2 separate regions of the Sus scrofa genome follow, and region 2 is linked to region 1. Evidence: chromatin contacts called from public HiChIP or PLAC-seq data. All regions are on one chromosome and are shown on one strand. The core of a region is the stretch at or near the end of the contact, and the rest is flanking DNA. Distances in the headings are between cores, read along the strand shown. Region 1 has its middle 78 kb from the start of LDB3. Region 2 overlaps BMPR1A (bone morphogenetic protein receptor type 1A).

What was found. HiChIP or PLAC-seq counts read pairs in DNA pulled down with a chosen protein or histone mark.
Region 2: a contact with region 1 is called in an H3K27ac HiChIP or PLAC-seq map of skeletal muscle. The contact joins two enhancer-like sites. A contact is called at or near these places in 7 of 47 Hi-C or Micro-C datasets (alveolar macrophages, embryonic fibroblasts, fetal heart ventricle and 2 more) and 2 of 2 datasets of contacts at active chromatin or transcription factors (alveolar macrophages and skeletal muscle).

Annotation. Positions count from the first base shown.
Region 1 is chr14:87,736,097-87,741,106 of Sscrofa11.1, forward strand. No RefSeq gene overlaps it. Among named protein-coding and RNA genes, the nearest start is that of LDB3, 78 kb to the left of the region's middle. Within about 2 kb of position 3,050, at least 15 of the 83 cell types and tissues checked have an H3K27ac peak or open chromatin away from gene starts, as enhancers often do. A contact at or near this core is called in skeletal muscle, where this site is marked.
Region 2 is chr14:87,866,523-87,871,532 of Sscrofa11.1, forward strand. BMPR1A (bone morphogenetic protein receptor type 1A) reads left to right here. Exons shown (of 11, transcript NM_001204767.1): 4 at 3,044-3,140; 5 at 3,300-3,399. Among named protein-coding and RNA genes, the nearest start is that of BMPR1A, 14 kb to the left of the region's middle. Within about 2 kb of position 3,114, at least 4 of the 83 cell types and tissues checked have an H3K27ac peak or open chromatin away from gene starts, as enhancers often do. A contact at or near this core is called in skeletal muscle, where this site is marked.

The DNA.
Region 1 (5,010 bases), core at 1,800-4,299:
TGATCCCTGGCCAAGGAACTTCCACATACTGTGGGTGTGCCCCCCCGATTTGTTCACATTGATCAAATAAATAAGAATTTTGATTAATTATACATTTTATATGGGATTCTAATTTTTTTGAGAGTTACTAGAGGATGTATTTTTTTTTTAGTATTTTACTTTTATTTCAGTATTTACCATTTCTTTTACAATTTTTTTATTGAGGTACAGTTGATTTACAATATTGTGTAAGGTTCAGGTGTACAGCACAATGATTCAATTTTTTACATATATATTGTTTTTCAGATTATTTTCCCTTATAGGTTATTATATAATATTTAGTTCTTGTGCTATATGGTGGGTCCAGGTGGTTACCTATTTTATAGGTAGTAGTGTGCATATGCTATTTATATAGGAGTCTGACTTAATTCTGACAAATATGTATCTTGCCACCTTCATTTCCCTCAAATGTTCTGAATGGTATATAATGTTATGTCATAAAATATATCATTATATGTGTATCTATGTAATATATAACATTACATTTAGATATATAATGTCTAACATTAAATAATTAAAAAGCTGGTACTTTGGAATTCCGTGGTGGCTCAGTGGGTTAAGGATCCAGTGTTGTCACTGCTGTGGCTCAGGTGGCTGCTCTGGCAAGGGTTTGATCCCTGGTCCCAGAACATGTGCATGCTGCAGACTTGGCCAAAAAAAGAACAAGAAAAAGCAGCAGCAGCAGCAGCAGCAGCAGCTAGTTCTTTAAGCAAGCCAGGGACTAGGTTCCTTGCCTGCAATTAGAACGGCAACTTCATGGTGCTAGTGGGGCCAGCTGAACACTGTGTACGACACAATTCCAGGGAGCATCTTTCACACAGATCAGGGATATAAATGGCGCCCCTGGGAGCCCTGCAATGTAGCCACCCGAGGTGTTCAGTGAGGTGACTACAGCAACTGTGGTAGGAGAGGGAAGGGGAGGGGAGGGGAGAAAAGAAGGAGGAACAGAAGTGCCCTCTTTGACCTTGAGGGACAGAGCAGCACAGCATATGTATTGAGAAGTTTGTCACCAAACTTCCAGCTCCAGATGAACCTTTGAAAACAAAGAGGCAAAGATTTTGACAATTACAATGGTAGGCCTCAGCTTGGGGCTGCTCTTTTGATATACTTTAAACTGTCCTTCCCAGGGTGGGAGGCTAGAAACTGAATAAAGATATGAAATCTTTTGTGAGAGCTATAGGAACAGCTAAACTGTGCAAAAAAGTCAGTGATAGAAACTATAGAGAGAAAAGTTTAGGATGGAGTAACAATAGATGACTTCTTGCAAGAGGTGGTACTTAGGCATGGCAGGCAGAGAATGATGTTAAAAGGAAAATGAATGTGGCCCATTCTGCAGGAAGTGGATAGACCAATCTAACAGAATGCTGCCATACAGCTGTAGTTTCCAGACGTTGATGAGTGTAGTGATTCATTAAGTGAAATCTGGAAAAACTGAGCAAGATCAGTTGACAGAGGGAATCACCAATTAGGAGGATAGCTAGAATAATTCAGGTATACAATGAGGAAGGTAGATTTTAAGGTGGGGAGCAAACTAAATGCAAAGTCTACATTTTCTTTTTTTTCAGGCTGTACCTGAAGTATTTGGAAGTTCCCACAGGCTAGGAGTCAAATCAGAGTGACCTACTGCAGTTTGTGGCAACACCAGATATTTAACCCACTGAGCAAGGCCAGGGATCAAACCAGCATCCTTATGGATAATAGTCAGGTTCACAACCTGCTGAGCCACAACAAGAACTCCCTGTAAATCTACATTTTAAAAGAAATATTGACAGGTATTGGGTACGGGTTAAATGTATGATTATGTTTCCTCATGAAAGAATGGAGGATGTTGTCTTAAAGTGCAACTGAAACTCCAGAACTCAAGCATTATTCATTGAAAAGAGTTGGTAAAATTTAAAGTCAATGATAGTTCTGTGTTATCATAACAGTCATTTGTTAGACTTTCATCAAGATAAGTAATATGAATCCTTAAAAATATTAAAAACTCCTCTCCCCCCCCACCATTGATTAAAAATAAAAGAAACAAATGAGGGCAAACTAACAATAGAGAACAAAATGATTTATCAATTATCTTCAGGGCTTCCGGTGTGCAAGGCAGCATGCTAGATTGTAGGGATACCATGGAGTGAGAAAAAGACAGTTCCTGTCCTCTATAACTTTATGTCCAGCACAGGGATGGAAACACACGTGGTGGATAAACTAGCATGTCTGTTCCCATTGGTGACACACCACACCTAGGAATGTATCTGGATAACCATGTAGACCATGGACAGTAGATACAGTATAGCTGCTAATGACACAACATTCCTGATCCGGGATTGTCTCTTCCCAGTTATCTCAGCCTGAATCCCTATCATGACACCTTGTCATTCACAAGGTAATCATACCTAGCTCCAAATGCTGGGATTTCTGGACTATTAGCACCAAAGGAATTCTTGAGTAGAATCAGTGTTCAGAGGTAAGATATATATACACATACAAATATGCATATATATACACATACAATTACATACTCATACACAAGCACCTATTACACCTTAATACTTTATTTAGCTAAATAAAAACAAAAACCAACTATATCCATTTGCCTTTAATTAGTTATATCTGGTCAAAAAAATAAAGTATAAGAGGTCATAAATCCACTGCTCTCAGGACAGAAAGGCAGGGTGGTGAGGGTAGTGAACTGCTATAGGATGGGGAAGGACAGATTTACTGTGGGCTGAGTGGGAACTAGGGTGGGGAGGCCACAGCTCCAGGTGTTTGGTGGGAGCAACTACAGTGTGCTAGGCAGTACCTGATAGCCAGAGAGCAGTGAGCAAACAACAGGTGGTAGCCCAGGAGAGCAGCAGGCATCAGGATGTCCACTTTGAGGTAATGGGGGAAAGGAGGCCTGATAGATGGATAGAATACAGAAGGAGAGAATCTAGGAACAAAGCTGAAGGGAAACAAGCATTGCCATCAGGAGTATCTATTAGTGCCCAGCAGAGTCTGTGCTGTAGGACTGGGACAGGCTCCAGAGAGCAGAGTCCAGACAACAGGCAGAGAGAAAATCAAGTTCCACTCAGGTTAAAAGGCCAGGGCTTCCAGATCAAGAAAAGAGCTGTGAGTCAGTGCTCAGAGGGGGGCCAAGGTTATGGCTGCCCAGTAAATAGCAGAGGGAGCAGAAGGCTGAGTGCCAGGCTTGGGACTAGAGGTCTGAGAAATCTTCCTGCCATAGGGCCTGGAGAGGATTAAGCTCTATGGTAAAGGGTGTACTGATAGCAGAGAGAGGTCTATAGAGACCACAGATTAGGCAAGACCAAGTGGTGACTACTTTGCAACAGAGCATCACTAAACCACCTTTTAATCACAGGAAACAAGTGCTTTGAAGCAAAGAGGAATGAAAATGGAAATGGGAAAAGCAGCAAGTCATTTACGGGTAAACACAGAATGGGAAGTAACATGTTATACCATTACAAAGAAAAGAACACATTCAGATTTTTAAACTTTTCTCTATTTTGTGCACTGGATTATATTTATATATCACCATCTCTTTTCATAAACACAATTTCTGTTTTGACTTGTCCTAAACCGTGACAGGGTTATTATTAACCAGTAAAATCATGTAGTTGTGTCCATGCTGAAAAATGTAGCTGTCTCCTCTACTCTTCATAACACTTTTGTCCATTTAATATTGGGCTTCAAACCAACCTAAAGCATTGCTTTGCCAAGGGCATCCTTTCACAAGTACCTCCTTACTAGATTCAAATTCATCTCCATATCCACAATGACTTAATGCTGCCTTTGCCTCATAAGCATCTGCATCAGGAAAATGACTTTGGATGGATTAACTTGTATTACCCTATTGAGCTAATGCCTTCCGTGAAGGCAGCACTCTCCATTTCACTGAAGATGGTATAACCCAGTTTCCCTGACCCACTCTCACCTCTTCAATATAGTCCAAGCCAGCCTCTAAAACAGTCTTGTTGACAAGGTTCAAAAATGCTTAGAGGAAATTCTATCCTTATCTTGCTCATTCACTTAACAAATATTGAGCACCTGTTATATGCCAGGAACGAGGCTTGGAGGAAAGAGCTGAGAACAAGACTGACAAGGTCTTTGCTCTCGTGGAGTTTTCATTCTGGTGGGTGAGAGAAACTCACTCCATAAACAAATAAGTAAATGAACAAGGTAAATTTCATATAGTAAAAATGGTATAAATAAAACGAAATTGGCTGTGTTGGGGTGTTAATTTAAGACAGATGATCAGGAGTTCCCGTTGCGGCGCAGTGGTTAACGAATCCGACTAGGAACCATGAGGTTGCGGGTTCGATCCCTGGCCTTGCTCAGTGGGTTAACGATCCAGCATTGCCGTGAGCTGTGGTGTAGGTCGCAGACGCGGCTCGGATCCCGCGTTGCTGTGGCTCTGGCGTAAGCTGGCAGCTACAGCTCTGATTGGACCCCTAGCCTAGGAACTTCCATATGCCGCGGGAGCAGCCCAAGAAATGGCAAAAAAAAAAAAGAAAAAAAAAAAAAAAAGACATGATCAGAGAAACTGTCCTTGAGGATCTGAGAACTGTAGGAGAAGGGTGATTTTCCATTCCTAACTAATGCTATGTGATTTGGGCATGCAATTACCACTCTTGAGAACTATACCTCGAATTGTGCAGAGGAAAAAAAAAAAAAAAAAGGGCCCATTTCCAGCACATTCTATTAATCTACTTATAGGAAAACTATCACTTTGGAGAATATTATATTTGGACCTTGAGGTGTTGCTTTTGAGTTTGGGGGCCAGACCATACGTGTCCAGATGTCTCCTTGGGCTTCCTGGCTTCTCTTGTTCATTTAGTGGGCAGGCAAACCGGAGAAACAGGCTGGCATGCATACACATGCCAGGAACCAGAGAAAACACCATACTCAGTTGTTGGTAGTTAGGTTGCCTGCTGTGATAAAGCTAGGGATTTAAATCCGGGCACTGAGGTGGGCCTTATC
Region 2 (5,010 bases), core at 1,864-4,363, 130 kb after region 1:
GAGCCTGCTGAATACCTTAAGCATGATTTAACAGTTTTATTTTAAAATAGCAATAGTAAGGAAATATAATTATTATAGTCTTTGTAATAATAGTTTTAATTATTAATTATCCTATATAATTAATAGGATAATTTGCAGCTGTTTATGATGAAAAAATTTATGAGTGAGAGGATACATTGTTTTTCAGAATTCATTTAGGGGCCACACAGACAAAAAATGTTGACCATCATTTATCTCTCTGTGTATCTTGCTACGTATCATTCTTCATTTCCCAGGCACTTAACTTGAGCAGAATAGCTATTGTACTTTTACCTGAGACTTTTCCTCCCAGTTCTTCCACACACTGCCAGGTTTGGATCAAAACAGTGATAATCACCATGCTTCGCCCAGACCTTGATGTTCGCTCCCACCTTCCAGTCTCTGGTGGCAAATCTGGCTTATTTCTCCCAGTAAAGTGAATTATTTCTTAGAAACTGTACTGGCATTCCTTGTCATTTGGTTTCAGTTCCTTCCTCATGTGCCATTCCCTCTATGCCAAAACTCCCCCATTCAGGCTCACTAAATAAGTTTAATTTAGAATCTCCTATTTAATGAATGCCAAGTGAATTTTTTCCCTACAAGGATTTTTATTGCCCACATTAATCTAGAAATACAAATAGACTTGGGGGGAGTGGGGAAGCACAGGAATGAGAAAGGTTTTTTCACCCAACTCCATTATCTAGACACACCTAACTTTTGCCTCCCCAGATACATACTTAACCTAAGCATGAAGTGCATCTTATGTTGCTTATTCTTGGTGAAGCCACATTGAGTCTTCCAGGAGATTACAAGCTTATTCTAGAATCTCTACTAGTATCTGTGTCACTTTTACTAAAGGAAGAATCGATTTATTGAACATTTACTATTTGCATTTAATATGCTAGATACTTGGTAAATTTTACCTCGTTTCCTCCCAGTTACCCTGTAAGGCAGATATTCTTTATCCTCCATTTTATAGCAGAGGAAACTAAAGCCCAAAGAAGTAAGTTCATTGCTTAAGGTCACAAAGTTAATAGATCGCAGTGGTAGGATTTAAGCTATTTGATTCCAAAGCCCTTGCTGATTCCATAATGCTGTGCTGCCCTTAATCTGTTATTGGTAGTCTTTCTTTCCCTTTTAAAAATAATATAACATTTATGACTGAGTCACTTCACTATACAGCAGAAATTGACAATTTTAAAATCAACCATAACAAAAAAAATAAAAGTAATACTACATTTAGCTATCTAGTTTTCATCACTCCTCGTTTCTAACATCTTTGACTTAGACCTGTCTTTTAGCCCTCTCCTAAGTGCTCTCGTCTTCCTGTGGTATAGCTCACCTATCTTAGAAGATATGAGCTCAGACAGAACACAGAAACATGGTAGGATCTCTGCACACTTCATCCATCCCTTGGTGGCCTTTCTTCTAACACTGCCCGAAACCCCCTTCTGATTTTTCCTTGCATTTTCTGTTCTGTACCACTAAGCTTGTTTTGAACTCTAGCTAGCCTTACTGGAACTATTCTTGGATGCTTTGCACTTATTTTATTCATCTTTAAATAAAAACTCTGCATTCCATCCTTCATGTGGGTTTTCTCTAAATCTGGGATTTTTTCAGTGTCACCTATGTAACTCCTGACATGTCTCTCTTTTCTCTTTCTTTTTATGATCATTTAAAAGTAAAATTGTTGGACTTCTCTTGTGGACAGCAGGTTAAAGATCCGGCGTTGTCTTTGTGGCGGTGGCTTGGGTTATGGCTGTAGTACGGGTTCAATTCCTGCCCAGGAACATCCATATTCCATGGGCGCACCCCCCTCCCTCCAAAAAAGTAACAATTGTCTAACACTTTCAGTTACAAAATGTAAAACTTGTGCTTTTGGAGGTTTCCAAATAATCTTGACCTATCTTCCCTTATAGAATCTCACATTCTATAAGGGAATATCTGGTTAATACGAGGTTTCTCCTTTCTGGCCATCTGATATTTAGGAATAACATGGTCAATTTCTACTTATATTCTTGCTACTTTTATAATGACAAACAATTCCTTTCTGTTACTATTTTGGTCTAGAATGGCACTTATCCCAGGCAGTGCTGAAATGTCAGCATTCAAAAGTTGAGAACTCAAATACTGTACTTGTAATCAAATAAAACTTCACATTTAGTTATTGAGTCTGTTCTCATGACTATCATCTTTCCATGTGTTCATTTTCTGATCTTTTAGGGACACACATCTGGTTTGTGGTCTCTAAAAAACCCTCAGGAATATTGTTTCTATATTTTGCCCTTATCCTTACCAAGCGAGCTTCAACTTGCTTCATTAGTTTCAACACAGTTGTTATGTGCAGAATCAGCAGTATCTTCTGCCTCCTTGACTACCTTTCCTAACTTGTCATTTCTTTCACTGAGGATACCCTCTGCTTTTTGTTCAGTCTGATCTTAAGTCTCATCTAAGTCTCAGTACTACTGTAAGATCATATTTGCCCTACTAGTAGATTACTATTTTAATACTAGTAATGTATTACCTGTATTTTTTAGGAAAAGATCTCATGACTTTAATTCCTTTTTTACTAAAAACAAATGACTTGTAATACTTTGAGAGGCCAAAATTTTGGTGAAAAATACTTATAAACTATTGTTTATCTGTAATTAAGTTAATAGTCTAGTGCTATAACACATCATCTGCATACATACATTCTTAAAAAAAAAAATTTTAGGAGTTCTCCTAAGGGTCTGGTGTTGTCACAGCAATGCTTGGGTTGCTGCTGTGGCATAGGGTTGATACCTGTCCTGGGAACTTCCACATGCTGTGGGTACAGACAAAAAAGAAAGAAAAAAATTTTTAGAGTCTTCATAACACTATTTCACTACAGATTCAAATTTTTCAATAATCTTTTTTCACATGTAAGATTTGCAGGTCTTTTTTACTCACTGAATTATAAATTGCATTTTATGAATATTTTAAAAATTAATTATCTGTTTACTGTATTGCATTGTTTCTAATTTTATCATTACTCGTCCTCTAGGATTCACCGAAAGCCCAGCTACGCAGGACAATAGAATGTTGTCGGACCAACTTATGTAACCAGTATTTACAACCTACACTGCCCCCTGTTGTTATAGGTAGGTTAGCTGAGAAAAGTACCGTCTTAATTCTCAGTACAATATTTTCTCTGGTTTTAACAATAAGTCAAACTTTCTGGAATTTAACACCACAGATTATTTTTCCTTTTAAGATGTGATAGAAAGATATGTTACTTCTTTGTTTACTTCTGTTGTCAGGTCCATTTTTTGATGGCAGCATTCGATGGCTGGCTTTGCTCGTTTCTATGGCTGTCTGCATAATTGCTATGATCATCTTCTCCAGCTGCTTTTGTTACAAGTAAGATAATTTTGATGCAAAGTATTTTGTTGAGTATTAGATATAAACAGTTGTTCTTTTGTTTGTTTGTTTGTTTTTTAGGGCCTCACCTCAGCTTATGGAAGTTCCCAGGATAGGGGTTGAATCGAAGCTATAGCTGCCAGCCTACACAGCCACAGCAATGCAGAATCAGAGCCGAGTCTGTGACCTACACCACAGCTCAACACCAGATCCTTAACCTGAGCAGGGCCAGGGATCGAACCTGAATCCTCATGGATACTAGTCAGATTGGTTTTTGCTGCGCCACAGCGGGGACTCCAGATATAAACAGTTGTTCCTGAGCTGAAACTATTGACTACTGAGTGTAATTGAAAAGCCGTTAACTTGTATTCTCTGGTTGTATCTTCTTTAAATAACTAGATTATAGTTTTCTTAAGGGAAAAGAGGACCGTACTACCAATTAATTGGATACAATGTTATACTTTTGTTATGATTTTTTGTTTGTTTGTTTTATAAAATATTGAACATTCAGGAGTTCCCTTTGTGGCTTAGTGGTTAATGAACCTGACTAGGATCCATGAGGATGTGGGTCCGATCCCTGGTCTCACTCAGTGGGTTAAGGATCCAGCATTACTGTGGCTGTAGTGTAGGCCGGCACCTGCAGCTATAGTTCATCCCCTAGCCTGGGAACTTCCATATACCATTGATGAGGCCCTAAAAGCAAAATGTGTGTATACACACACACACACACACATGCGCACACACACACACACACACACACATATATATGTATGTATATATAGAACTTCTTTCTGAATTTTTAAAACCTGTCCCAAGAAATTGACTATATATATATATATATATATAATATATATATATATAATAACTATATATATTTTATTCTTGGTTATTTGGTGGTTCAGAATTGTTTGCAAATGCAAACATGATTTCAGAAGACAGTTGCCATATGAGAAGAGCAGTAAGAGGAGGACTTCACTTATAAAACATTATCTTACTAGCATATGGATAAAAAGAGAAATCAGTAGAACTGGTTACTAGACCCATAAGTAGATCCAAGTATCTAAAGTGTATAAAGAAAGTTTAGTATATAATAAAGGTAACATTACAGCTAACTGAAATGATCTAAAGAAAAGTTGGCTTGTTCAGTAAATGGATTTGAGAGTAGATAGCTGTATGGACGAAAGTGAAGTTGAATCAATTCCCTACACTGAAATAAATTCTAGACAGATTGGAGCTAGATATAAAGTGAAATGATAAAAATATGAGAACAAACCTTAGATTTTTAAAAAATAATCCCAGAGTTTGGAAGACCCTTCTGAGTCTCACATAAAACCCAAGCAAACAAACAAATAAACCCCTTAAAATAAAAAAAAAAAGATGGTGTCAACTACATAAAAATAAAACTTTACTCTGTGGTAGAAACCACTATAAATGCTCAGAAGACAGACTAATAGTGAAAAATATCAATGGCTTATATTACAAAGAGCTGATTTCTTGAATATACAGAGCTTCTATAAATCAAAAAAATAAATAAATAAATTCAATGGAAAAATAGCCCCCCTAAAAATGAACACATGGTTAATCTAAAAAGAAATACATGTAACTCTTAAA